Linked DNA regions of Mus musculus: all the other regions are linked to region 1. A link is a contact called in public ChIA-PET and promoter capture Hi-C data. All regions are on one chromosome and are shown on one strand. The core of a region is the stretch at or near the end of the contact, and the rest is flanking DNA. Distances in the headings are between cores, read along the strand shown.

Region 1 (3,810 bases), core at 497-2,996:
CAGGCTGGCCTTGAACTCAGAAATCCGCCTGCCTCTGCCTCCCAAGTGCTGAGATTAAAGGCATGCGCCACCACTGCTGGGTTTACTTATTTCTTTGTTTTGTTTTCCCAGGGTTTCTCTGCAGCCTTGGCTATTTATTTACTTATTTAGGTTTTCCAGACAGTGTTTCTCTGTAGCCTTTGCTGTCCTGGAACTAGCGCTGCAGACTAGACCTACTTCTGCCTCCTAAGTGCTGGAATTAAAGGCATATTCCACCACTGACCAGCTTGTAATTTTTTTTTTTTTACTTATGTGTATACATGTTTCTTTATGTGCTTATGTGTATATATGGCTGCATCTGCCTGCAGAGTCCAGAAAAGGGTGTCTGGTCTTCTGGAGCTGGAGTTACATATAGGTATTTGTGAGCCACCTGCCTGGGTACTGGGAACAGAATTCAGGTCCTCTGAAAAAGCAGCAAGCTCTCTTAGCCATTAAACCATCTCTCCAGCCACTAAGCTACAATTCTTAATTTAAGCACATCTTAGGACATCCCCATTATTGGTGCTGGGTTCAGCTTTTTATTTTCTTCTAGAGCATCATTTTAATTTAAAATAAAATTAAACTACATTAAAACATATAAATTTTACATATGTTTATGTAAGTATCATCTTCATAAGGAATACATTACTTTTGACACACACATATTGTATTCTTTAAATTGGGTTAGGCACATCTTCTCAGATATCGTTTGTGGTGAAAACATTCAAAACCTTTCTACCTTTAGAAAATATACAGCAAACCCATTGTCTGCTGTCACCTTGCTGTGCAATAGCATGCCAGATTTTCTCACTCTTTTTCTTTTTTAAAGATTTATTTATTATTATAAATAATTACACTGTAGCTGTCTTCAGACACTCCAGAAGAGGGAGTCAGATCTCATTACAGATGGTTGTGAGCCACCATGTCGTTGCTGAGATGTGAACTCAGGACCTTTGGAAAAGCAGTCAGTGCTCTTAACCGCTGAGCCATCGCTCCAGCCCCAGATTTTCTCACTCTTATCTGATCCTTACAAGATATCAGTGTAGTCCAGGCAAACTCTTCATGCCTCAGCCTCCTCAGTGTTGGGAATTACACAGAGCCTGCCACCATAGATACAGCTCTTTTCTATAGTATGAGGTAAAATACATTCATCTGTAAAGCGAGAGGAAAGAATCAAATGCTAAGGCTGTGATTGGGTAATCAGAGGCACTTTTTTTTTTTTTTTAAGATTTATTTATTTAATACACTGTCATTTCAGAAACACCAGAAGAGGGCATCAGATCCCAATACAGATGGTTGTGAGCCACCTTGTGGTTGCTGGGAATTGAACTCAGGACCTCTGGAAGAGCAGTCAGTGCTCTTAACCACTGAGCCATCTCTCCAGCCCTAGAGACACCTATTATTAATGGGGGAAATGAGAAATATTTAGCCACACTTGAATCTTTGCTCTTTTTAAGACATAAACTACCTACTTTTATCTGTCTCTGTCTCTCTCTCTCTCTCTTTGTTGTTCTTCGAGACAGGGTTTCTCTGCGTAGGTCACCGGATTGCTGGAACGTGTACACCAGGCTGGCCTGAAACGCCGCCTGGCTCCGCCTCCAGCATGCAGGGTTTACGGCCAGCGCTCCCTCCTCAGGTTCAAATAATCGGCTTTCTTCAGATCCAGCACAAGCCAAGGCCCAGCTCCTAGGGAGTTAAAATAAAAAACCCTCCCTGTGAGCTGCACACGTTACTCCGGAAGAGGAGGAGCGGCCGGGGGCGGGCCGTGCCCGAGGGGTTGGGGCAGTCCGGGGCAGTTCCGGGGGCAAGACAGCCCCCTACTGTGGCAATCCCGAGGGGGCGGGGCAGTTCCAAGGGGCGGGACAGCCCTGAGGGGACGGGGCGGGGCTAAAAGTAAAGCAGCCCGGAGGAGCGTTTGGCGCGAAGGTGTCTTAGCTGCGCTACCTGCGACGGCGCTGCCTCATACGTAGTCCCTTCCTGTTTTCTCCACGGAGGCTTTTCCACTCCTTGCTTCGTTATTTTGCCACAGAGCTTGATATCTCTTCACCGAGTACGTCATGGCTCCCAAGAAATGCCCAGAAACCCAGAAGTCCCCCGACGTTGCGGTGCTCCTCAGGAGCAAAAGTCGCAGAGGTCCTCAGGAGCTGGAGCCCGAAGCCAAGAAGCTGCGTGTGCAGGGTCCCGGTACGGCCTGTGCTGCTGCCTTAGCTTTCCGGGGGTTCAGGGTGCTCGCGCCAGAGGCTGAAGCTGGGGTGGTGGGTGCTTGTGCCTGGGCTTCTGAAGCAGTTCTTGGCTTCTGTCGCCTCAGGCTGTGATTTTATTTGGGAGATCGAGGGTTCGAACCCAGGCCTCCAGTTCTCTCAGCAAGTGGGCTGCCACTGAGCCACACGCTGCCGACTGGTTTTATTGGCCAGTTCATTGACAGCAGAGAGTTTTAAGTTGAACAGCCCCCCCACCTCTACCCCAGGTGACAGAAAGAGTCAGATGAGTGCCATCACCGTAAAAGCCACAGTCCCCACTTTCCTTGTTCCAGAAGTTTTACACATCTACTGTTTCAAAGTAATCCTCCCTTTCATAGCCTCTCGGTTATGTTAGCTCTGAGAGTCTGAAATTCCCTCCCTCCTTTCTTCAGAAAGCGCATTCTCAGAGGTTTACCAGGACTTGAACCTGGGGCTATAAGGAATGTGATAAATTGATAAGAGTGGTTTTAGCCATGAAAAGAAAGGAAAGTTGTCAAGAGAAAAAAAGGACTTATAGATTGGGTCCACCAGAAGGGCTTGGTAATTCAGAGTTGTTTTATTTATTTGTTTGTTTGTTTATTTATTTATTTATTTATTTAGTTTTTCGAGACAGGGTTTTTCTGTGTAGCCCTGGCTGTCCTCAGAACTCAGAAATCCGCCTGCCTCTGTCTCCCAAGTGCTGGGAATAAAGGCGTGTGCCACCATTCCCGGCTTATTTTTATTATACTCTGATTTACCTCTCTTCCTTGAAGCCACCTAATCAATTTGGAACTTTTCTAAACCTTACTGCATTCTTCTGGTTTCCACTCAAGTAATGGTTGCTCATGACATTATTTAGTATTTCTTTAAATACAGAGTCTTGCTCTATAGCCCAGGCTGGCCTCCAATCCAAGTATGCTGCAGCTTCTGAGTGCTAGGATTACAGTTATACACCACTGTATTTGGATAGCTCTTATTTTATTTTTTTAAGATTTATTTTATTTAATGTATGAGTCCACTGTAGCTGTCTTCAGATACACCAGAAGAGGGCATCGGATCCCATTTCCGATGGTTGTGAGCCACCATGTAGTTGCTGGAAATTGAACTCAGGACCTCTGGAAGAGCAGTTAGTGCTCTTAACCACAGCTGAGCCATCTCACCAGCCCTGATGTTATTTTGTGATCTTTAAGATTGTCCCTCAAAAAAAAAAAAAAAAAAAAAAAACAAACGGGCGTGGTGGCACACGCCTTTAATCCCAGCACTCGGGAGGCAGAGGCAGGCGAATTTCTGAGTTCGAGGCCAGCCTGGTCTACAAAGTGAGTTCCAGGACAGCCAGGGCTACACAGAGAAACCCTATCTTGAAAAATAAAAACAAACAAACAACCAAAAACAACAACAACAACAAAAAAGATTGTCCCTCAACTCCTACTTATTTGTGATCCCACACAAGAAAAGTCTTCAGTGTCCACAATTGTGTATCTCTCTGGCAAAGCTCTAAGGAACCCTGTGAGGTTATATTTAGTTTCACTTCAGAATTTCTGTTTGGAGGAGTGTTTTGGAAAAGGGTTTTTTA
Region 2 (3,810 bases), core at 537-3,036, 470 kb before region 1:
GTAGGCCGAGAAAGGCTTGCCCCCAAGAGTTCCACTAAGAAGTATATGAATTGTCGGGGGAATCCATACATGGACATCAAGTATTCGTCAGTCACATCATCCAGCTTAAAACGGTCCAAGGTCCGGTGACCTCGGCCATACAGCAAGAGATCACAGTCAAGCACTGTTATTGGAATAGCCATTGCTAATGTGGAGGTCCTCTTCTATCTGCTTTTCCCGAATTTTTCCCAGCGCAGTAAGTATCAGAATTCAACAGCTAACCATCAGTTAAATGGCTCTGACATTTATAATCTTCTTTCTGTAAATGTTAATTAAAAGAAAAAAATAATTAGAAACGTGATCCAAACCATACCAAATGACTCAAAACCTACACCTTTTTCAGCCATTCACTTGTTAACTCTAGATTTATCTCCACTGACTCACTATTGTATGACAAACTTGATCTAATTTGCAGACAATAAGAGTTCAATCCCAGTGGCTCATCTACTGCCTGGCATTTCAACTGAGAACAACACATGAGAACAAACAATTTACAAGGTAAAAGAGGTCTGTGGCAACCAGGAGACAGCTGACAAGTTGAAAACACCTTAAGGGTTACTCAGAGGTTTGTTTTGCAAAGCCCTATGGCTCCACAGATGAGGGAGTGCTCAAACCAGTCCAACTAGAGATGTAGAACAAAGGGGGGGTGGGGGGGGGGGAGAAAGGAAGAAAGACAGTCTGTGGCCCTGCCTGGGGACCTACACTGTCTGCTGTAACAGGCTTTCCCTTCATCTCAAGAGACCCAAATCCCGAAGCTTTAGGCTAGAAAGGAAGGAAGAGTATAAAAGGAAGGAAAGGAGGAAAAAGCTAAGTGAACCAGGTAGGTCTGGAACACCGAGGCCACTTTTCAACCCGCTTTCAAAACAGTATTAAGGGACAAAGATGGCTCCGAGGGCACAGGGTTTGCCTGTGAAGCCTGGTGAAATAAATTAGTTGGCTATCTGAGATCCATATGGTGGAAAGAAAGAATCGTCCAACACCCTTGCCACATCACGCCCGCCTCCAAAACATAAATGTATTTAAAAAGTTTATTCCTTTAAAAGCCGTGTAAGTAAAGATGCCCCAGCCAGGAATGGGCTCACTGTACTTGGGAAGTGTAGACCAGAAGATCATGTGCGAGGCAAGCGTGGACTACGAGCACCAGTCAAAACAAAGTAAAACAAAACAAAAAGCTCCTAAGGCTGGTCCAGCCTGTAATGTTAGCATTCTGGAAACTGGGTAGCATCGCCGCGTGCTCCATGCCTGCTGGAGCTACATTACGTTCAAAGCTAACCTGAGTTACACAGCGAGACCTTGTCTCAAAAATAGTAAGATAACCAAAGTCTGGCTGCTCGACCCAGAATAACCGAACGCTGATCGCCACCTTTCCGTAGCTACCGGATTAACCGGAGCACTCTCCACCCTCGGGGCCGAAGAAGGCCCGCCTCCGGAACCCACGGCCGCACACAAGCCGCCACGGTGCGCAACAGCCGCACCTCCCCTTCCGCGTCAGCGCCCGCCCCACGCCGCGTCATCAGCACCTCGGCCACCGCGGCCTGCGCTTCGCTTCCGTACATTCTACACGAAGCCCAGTCTCCAACTCCCTAAATTCCTTCCCAAACCCTTTTTTTTCTCCTAAAAGGCTTTAAAATTAATCATATGATTTATTTCTGGAAATAAGCCGCCTTTCTTGAAGACTCTGATGTACAGAAATATTAAATAGGTCGTTTGTGGTGTAGCGAAAGTGCAGCTGAATTTAGGCAGCTGCATTTCCTCCGTAGCGCTCTACCTCCCCACCGCCTGCACTGAAGCGGATGAAAACAAACACTAAGGATGGCGGCGCCGGGCAGCGACTGGTTGCTGGCTTAGGGCGGGAGAGATCGTTTGACGTGTGAAGGGGAAGCTCTGAGAAAAACCAGTCCACACCAGTCCGACAGCTTTTTCAGTTCTGGGATCCCGGAGCCTCGTTAGCGTGAGATATCTCTCTGCGACCTGTGCTGTCACTACCGCCCGGGAGCGCGGAACCCTCTGCTGGGAGGTGCAGTTGGCCGGCCCCAGGCCCCGGCCTCCGGAATGAGAGCCCGGAGCCACTCTCTGTGCCGTAGCTTCGCAGGTACTCACTTTTGAGGGTAATAACCCCCGGATCTTTCAGCGCCCCCGAGTGGGAGGTCACTGATCTGTGTTCCCTTGGCCACCACCTTGGGGACGCCCAAGCCAAGCAACCGAGGTTCAGTTCCATAATCCCCTGATTATGTTTTCTACGAGAAGTTGGGTTGGTGTAGACCCTGTTGGCTCTTGAGGCGTCCCAACCGTTACAGACATCCCCCGAAATTTTCTTGCTACTTTATTGTCTCTTTGAGTTATGTCAAAAAGATCTATTGGAGAACATTTGTAGGGCCGTAACTCCGGTGTTGGGTATCAAGGTAGGTTAGGTAAGTTTTCAGTCAATCAAAAAAAATTTTTAATGCCAAGTATGAAGTCCTCCTGTAAGTGAGGGTGACTTGACTAGTGAAAAAGGGGACTATGTTCTTACTGGCAGTGGAATAACCTGCGAAAACCTATTCTCATTAAATCTCTGAATTAAGTGGCTAAGCACCTTCTTGGGTTGTAAATCTCTCATTCACTTTTTTCCTAGTTAATCTGCTCAATCTATCCTCAAGGTAACATTCCTTTGTTGGCTCCCCCCTCCCCACTTCGGTGGTAGCCCGTAGCCCAGGTTGGCCTTAAACTCCTGTGCTTCAGTTATCTTCTTCACTCAGCCTCCTGAGGAGCTGAGAATACCGACGCAGGCTGTCACAGGCCTAGGTTGGGATAGTTGGAAACAGGGTTCACCTATGCAGCCAGGGTTTGTTTGCCTTGAGTTACTGATCCTCCTTTCCCGGCATCGTAAGTGTTGAGATTATCTAGCATATACCATCATGTCTAGTTTTGAAATTCTCCTAATGAAATATGTATAAATTTATTTATATGTATATGTTTATATGTATACAATAATTATATATCTATACACAAACACATACGTGTTCTTACTTGAGGTTTAACCTATCACTCTGCTCAGTCTACTACAGAGCTATATTCACAACCAATTAATCTCTGCTTTTTGAGACAAGATCTTTTTGTGTATTACACTTGTTGGCCTGGAACTCACTATGTAGACTAGGCTAGTATTGAACTTGTTAGCAGTCCTATTGCCTCTGACTCCCCAGGTCTGGGCTATAGGCATGTAATACAACCAAACAACACTATCTATCTATCTGCTCTTGTAGGTTTTTGAGACAGGATATTTATATAGCCTAGGCTGGTTTTCACTTTATATAGTTTTGGGTGACCTTGAACTCCTGAATCTCTTCCTCCTGAATACTAGAAGTGTGAACTACCATACCAAACACTATAGACTGAATTTAAATCTTTTAAAGGCTTATAACTCATTAAAATTATTTTCACATTCATTTTAAATACCTGCCTGCTTTTAACTGTAGAGTGCATTGGAGCAACTTATTAGAAAAGTCTTCTGCGGGGCTGGAGAAATGGCTCAGTGGTTAAGAGCACTGACTGCTCTTCCAGAGGTCTTGAGTTCAAATCCCAGCAACCACATGGCAGCTCACAACCATCTGTAATACACCATGATGCACTCTTATGGAGTGTCTGAAGACAGCTACAGTGTACTTACATATAATAATAAATAAATCTTAGAAAAGAAAAGTCTTCTGAAGGCCATTGTAAGCAGCACAGGCAGCCTAATGTCCTTGGGCACACGAGAAGGGATGACAGTGTGAATCACCGCTACTTAGA
Region 3 (3,810 bases), core at 761-3,260, 390 kb after region 1:
TTGATGAAGTATCATCCTTATCAGCCTTTTGTTCTGCTGGATAGATTAAGACTGGGTTCAATAAACTCCAACTTTCCCTTTGAGTTGAGTCTATAGAGTAAACCATGTGACTAGATTATTAAACTGAAAACAGAACAAGGAAACAAACCATTGTGTCAGGAAAGCCTAGTTTACCGATAAAGCTGACATATTTTTTACAATATTTTTCATATTTGAACAAAATAAAATATTCACTGAGCCATCGTCAAATGCCTACCTACATGGATAACTAGACAACAAAGGCAAATGCATACAGCTGGGTAATTCACTTACAAAAATAATTACAACTTAGGTCCACGTTAAATGTACAGACTCATTAGCAATATACAGAGCCATAAAAATTAATGATTGCCATTTTATTTGTACAATATATTCAGTGATTATAGTGCCAAAGGGATACTTGAGATTAAAAAAAAAAATACAGGGCAGTTTGGGCTCTACTGTTGCAATTCTTCCTTCTGAGTTAAAACCCCCTCTCTGAACTCACTGAAAGTGCAGCTTTAAAGTAGTATTTGGGAATTTCATCAACCTCCTGAGATACTTGGCAACGCACGAGGTATTGTGAAATCAGAATTTAGGATATTGGATTGTTGAGGCAAAAACACTGAATGTCACTAAAATCACTGTTCTTTGAGAACTATTGAGTAGTGAGTTCATACGTGTACTGCGAAATACTGTCAATTCTGTTCTAGACACAGATTTCACTCTGCGCTTCAACATCTACACTTATATTAGTCAACTTAGCAACAATTTGTATGAAGAACAATTTAAAAATGAAGTCCATTCTAGAGTCTTGCTTTTTTTTTTTTCTCTTTTCAGAATGGTAAACATTGAGGACAGGGATTCTAAAGCCTGCTTCCTTCCAGGACACACAATGCATGAGGTATGGCAATCCTCAATAAATGCTTAAAAATGGCCCTGATCAGCACAGGGAAAGTTAGAAGAGCAATTGAAAATACTATCACCAGCTAAAAGTAGGCCTCCTTACCCATGAATATAAATGACCACTTTAGAAATATTTTATAGCAGATTGGCAAGGGAGGCAAGAGAGACATCCGGGGTTTGATGTTACATTTAAACTCGCTAAAGTGTTTAAACAGAACTGATTTCCAGCTCTAACCAACGTGATTTTCATTGTCATGAACCACATGGGTTACTGTGAAAGCGCTCAATGGATCCTCAGGAAATCTGATTTCATTATCACTTCTCAATGCGCTCCTTGTGTATATCCGGGTATCTGGTGTTAAAATCTCTGAACGGGAATAGAAGTAGAAACAGCAAATAGAAAAACCGAGTAAGAACAATAAGATGTTGGCTTTCCTAGAATTTTAAATTTGCCCATAGATGAGTTATTTCACGTCTCGAGTTTGAGATATTTCGCTGAGGAGGAGTGAACGAGGTGAGGTGAACGCCAGTATCAGAGGGGCGACAAGAAAAGGGTTGGGAAGCCCTCGGTGGCAACCGGCCAGGATCAGGGAAAGGAAAAACAAAGTTGAGAAGAGTCACCGGCCAGGGAAGGCAAGGGTGGCAGTTGGCTGCAGAAAGGGAGCCGGCCTGCCCGGGGCGAGCCTCGGGATGTCTCCGAGAGGGGCGCGAGGCCGTGGAAGTTGTTCCTGAGGGGAGAGAAGGGCAGCATCTCGAGAGGGTGAAGGCCTGGGACGCAGAGCCAACCCAAAGGCGCAGAGGGCGGTGGCGACCTGACAGGACGCGGGCGGGGAAGGAAAGGGCGACGACTCATACCTGGATGAGCACTTTCACGTACATGAGCGGCTGGGACAGGATGGTGAGACCGGAGCCCAGGAGCACCTGACTGGCCGCGTCCGCCATGATGGCACCCGCGGACGGACGGACAGACGGAGTCACCAAGCGACACAGCCGGTTCCAGATCACGTGTCGGGGGCGCCGGCTTCACTGGCCCGCCCGCGGCGCGCCGCCCGCTTAGGCTCCGCCCACCGGCCCGCCCAAAGAAACGGCAGGCGCTCGCGAGGGGCCGCCTGGGGCGGGGCTTGTGGGAGGGACGCGCATGCGTCTGGGCGTGGGCTCCTCGCGCCTCTAGGAAAGGCGATTTCTCTTGCGCCTGCGCAAGCCGGAAGTGTCCGGAAGGAGTAGGGAGGGAATGGTAATGATGGGGTGGTGGTGGGGTGACCCTGACGGCAAAGGCAAGGTCAGCGGACTAACAACTGGAAGAACTGAGTTATACTCCTATCCTCTTTCAGGCTTTGACGACGTAAAGTTTGATGGTTGTTTTCCGTTAGAGTTGTCATGTCTAATGAACAACAGATCCTGTCTGGCTTAACAGTGAATTCTGCAGGTCCCTGATTTTGCGTTTACCATTAGCTCAGTGGTAGAGCACTTCCCGACATCCTTGCTTTCAGTCCTCAGTACTGGAAAGAAAAAGCAACTACAACAAAATGTGCCCCCTCGGGGTCAGATGTGGCGGCACAGACCCTTAATCCAGCACTTGGGAGGCAGAGGAATGTGGATATGTGAGTTCAAGGCTAATCTGGTTTACAAACTGGATACCCGGTAAACCAGGGTTACATGGTGACATACTGACCAAAAAAAAAAATTTTTTTTTCATGTCTTCTCTGACTACTCGAAATCCATTTTATCCGTATTTCCTACCCGTTGCCTTGTGACACCTGTCACTGGGAAATTGTCTTTGACAGTTGAGAGTGTCAACTCTGGGTTCAGGAACCGAGATGGCCTTTGTACACTATTTTCCCCCAGTGCCTGGCATGTACCAGTGCTCAAGATTTATTAAAGCTCAGTGCCAATCGGGCTACCCAGGCTGTTAGAGGCAAAATGAAGAAAAGGCATTGCTCCAGCTCTGGCCCCTTTGTTCTGTAGCAGACACCACTTAGTGCAAGCACTTAGTGTGTACTGCTGAGAATGAACAAGGAACCGAGTTTGGAATCTGGCTTTCCTTTTGGATCCATGTGTCACTTTCCTTTTTAAATTTTTTAGTGTTTGTATCTAAATATAAGGACAATGCAACTAACTCAGTGTATTTTTATGAACATTAAGTGAAACTGTATATATGGAGTTTTTGAGAAATTGGCTGAAATACAGAAGTTAGTCCTAATATGGCCTTCTATTCAGCCCAGAACTAGCTGATATTGGGAGGCAGTTTGTAGGTCAGGCACACGGGCTTTGAAGTCCAATGGGCCTCATCCAAAGTCTACCTCTGCCAGTTACAGTGTGACCTTATATAGGTCATCCCAACTCTTCAAAACTTTTAAGCAAATAAGTATAATAATATCCACTTCAAAACATTATCTCAAAGCAATATGGACCTAGCCTGGCATACACAACAAAAATGCAATAGTAAATGGTAGCTTTTTATTCTAAAAAAATTACATGTTGCTCTTAATTAAACACAGTTCTCAACATGACTTAGAAACAGCAAGACCATTAAGAAGGGTATTTGTGCATGGGTGGTGAAGGAAAAAAAATTCTATTTGCCTGTGAGCAATGAGAGGCTCAGAATGTCGCGGGGCTGAAGGGTTGGGCACCTGAGGATGTCCCACCACATTCCTAATGGTTCATGGCAAAAGCTACCCATGACGTTATGGGACAGAGAACTGGAGTCGGAATTATAAGTAAAGGAAGAGCACAGTTCAAACGGGCCATTTGTAAAGATGTGATATGAATGACAATCCCTGATAAGAGTTCAGTGTGGTGACCCTAGAATGGGTTACTTAGTAACTTATATTCAAGCTAGGAGGATAAGAAAAGTCAAAGGTGGGGAGGGAGGGAGAGAGAACAGCA

What was found. ChIA-PET counts read pairs in DNA pulled down with a chosen protein or histone mark. Capture Hi-C pulls out chosen DNA fragments and counts their contacts.
Region 2: an RNA polymerase II ChIA-PET map of effector CD8 T cells shows a contact between it and region 1, with 7 read pairs. The contact joins the promoter of Atg13 here to the promoter of A330069E16Rik in region 1. A contact is called at or near these places in 1 of 39 promoter capture datasets (second pharyngeal arch cranial neural crest), 2 of 484 Hi-C or Micro-C datasets (B cells and embryonic stem cells), 3 of 115 datasets of contacts at active chromatin or transcription factors (effector CD8 T cells, extraembryonic endoderm stem cells and memory CD8 T cells) and 1 of 9 other capture datasets (pancreatic islet).
Region 3: a contact with region 1 is called in a promoter capture Hi-C map of liver. The contact joins the promoter of Mtch2 here to the promoter of A330069E16Rik in region 1. A contact is called at or near these places in 6 of 39 promoter capture datasets (the C10 cell line, cranial neural crest, liver and 2 more), 2 of 484 Hi-C or Micro-C datasets (embryonic stem cells and regulatory T cells), 2 of 115 datasets of contacts at active chromatin or transcription factors (cardiomyocytes and regulatory T cells) and 2 of 9 other capture datasets (adipose tissue and liver).

Annotation. Positions count from the first base shown.
Region 1 is chr2:91,235,082-91,238,891 of GRCm38.p6, reverse strand. It overlaps A330069E16Rik (RIKEN cDNA A330069E16 gene), which reads right to left and starts at 1,746. Exons shown (of 2, transcript NR_015464.1): 1 at 1,491-1,746; 2 at 535-1,170. Ddb2 (damage specific DNA binding protein 2) reads left to right here and starts at 1,826. Exons shown (of 10, transcript NM_028119.5): 1 at 1,826-2,202. The coding sequence starts at 2,076.
Region 2 is chr2:91,708,568-91,712,377 of GRCm38.p6, reverse strand. It overlaps Atg13 (autophagy related 13), which reads left to right and starts at 1,786. Exons shown (of 17, transcript NM_001355419.1): 1 at 1,786-2,131. It overlaps Harbi1 (harbinger transposase derived 1), which reads right to left and starts at 1,526. Exons shown (of 3, transcript NM_178724.5): 1 at 1,127-1,526; 2 at 1-298. The coding sequence starts at 182.
Region 3 is chr2:90,845,355-90,849,164 of GRCm38.p6, reverse strand. Mtch2 (mitochondrial carrier 2) reads right to left here and starts at 2,010. Exons shown (of 13, transcript NM_019758.3): 1 at 1,780-2,010. The coding sequence starts at 1,866.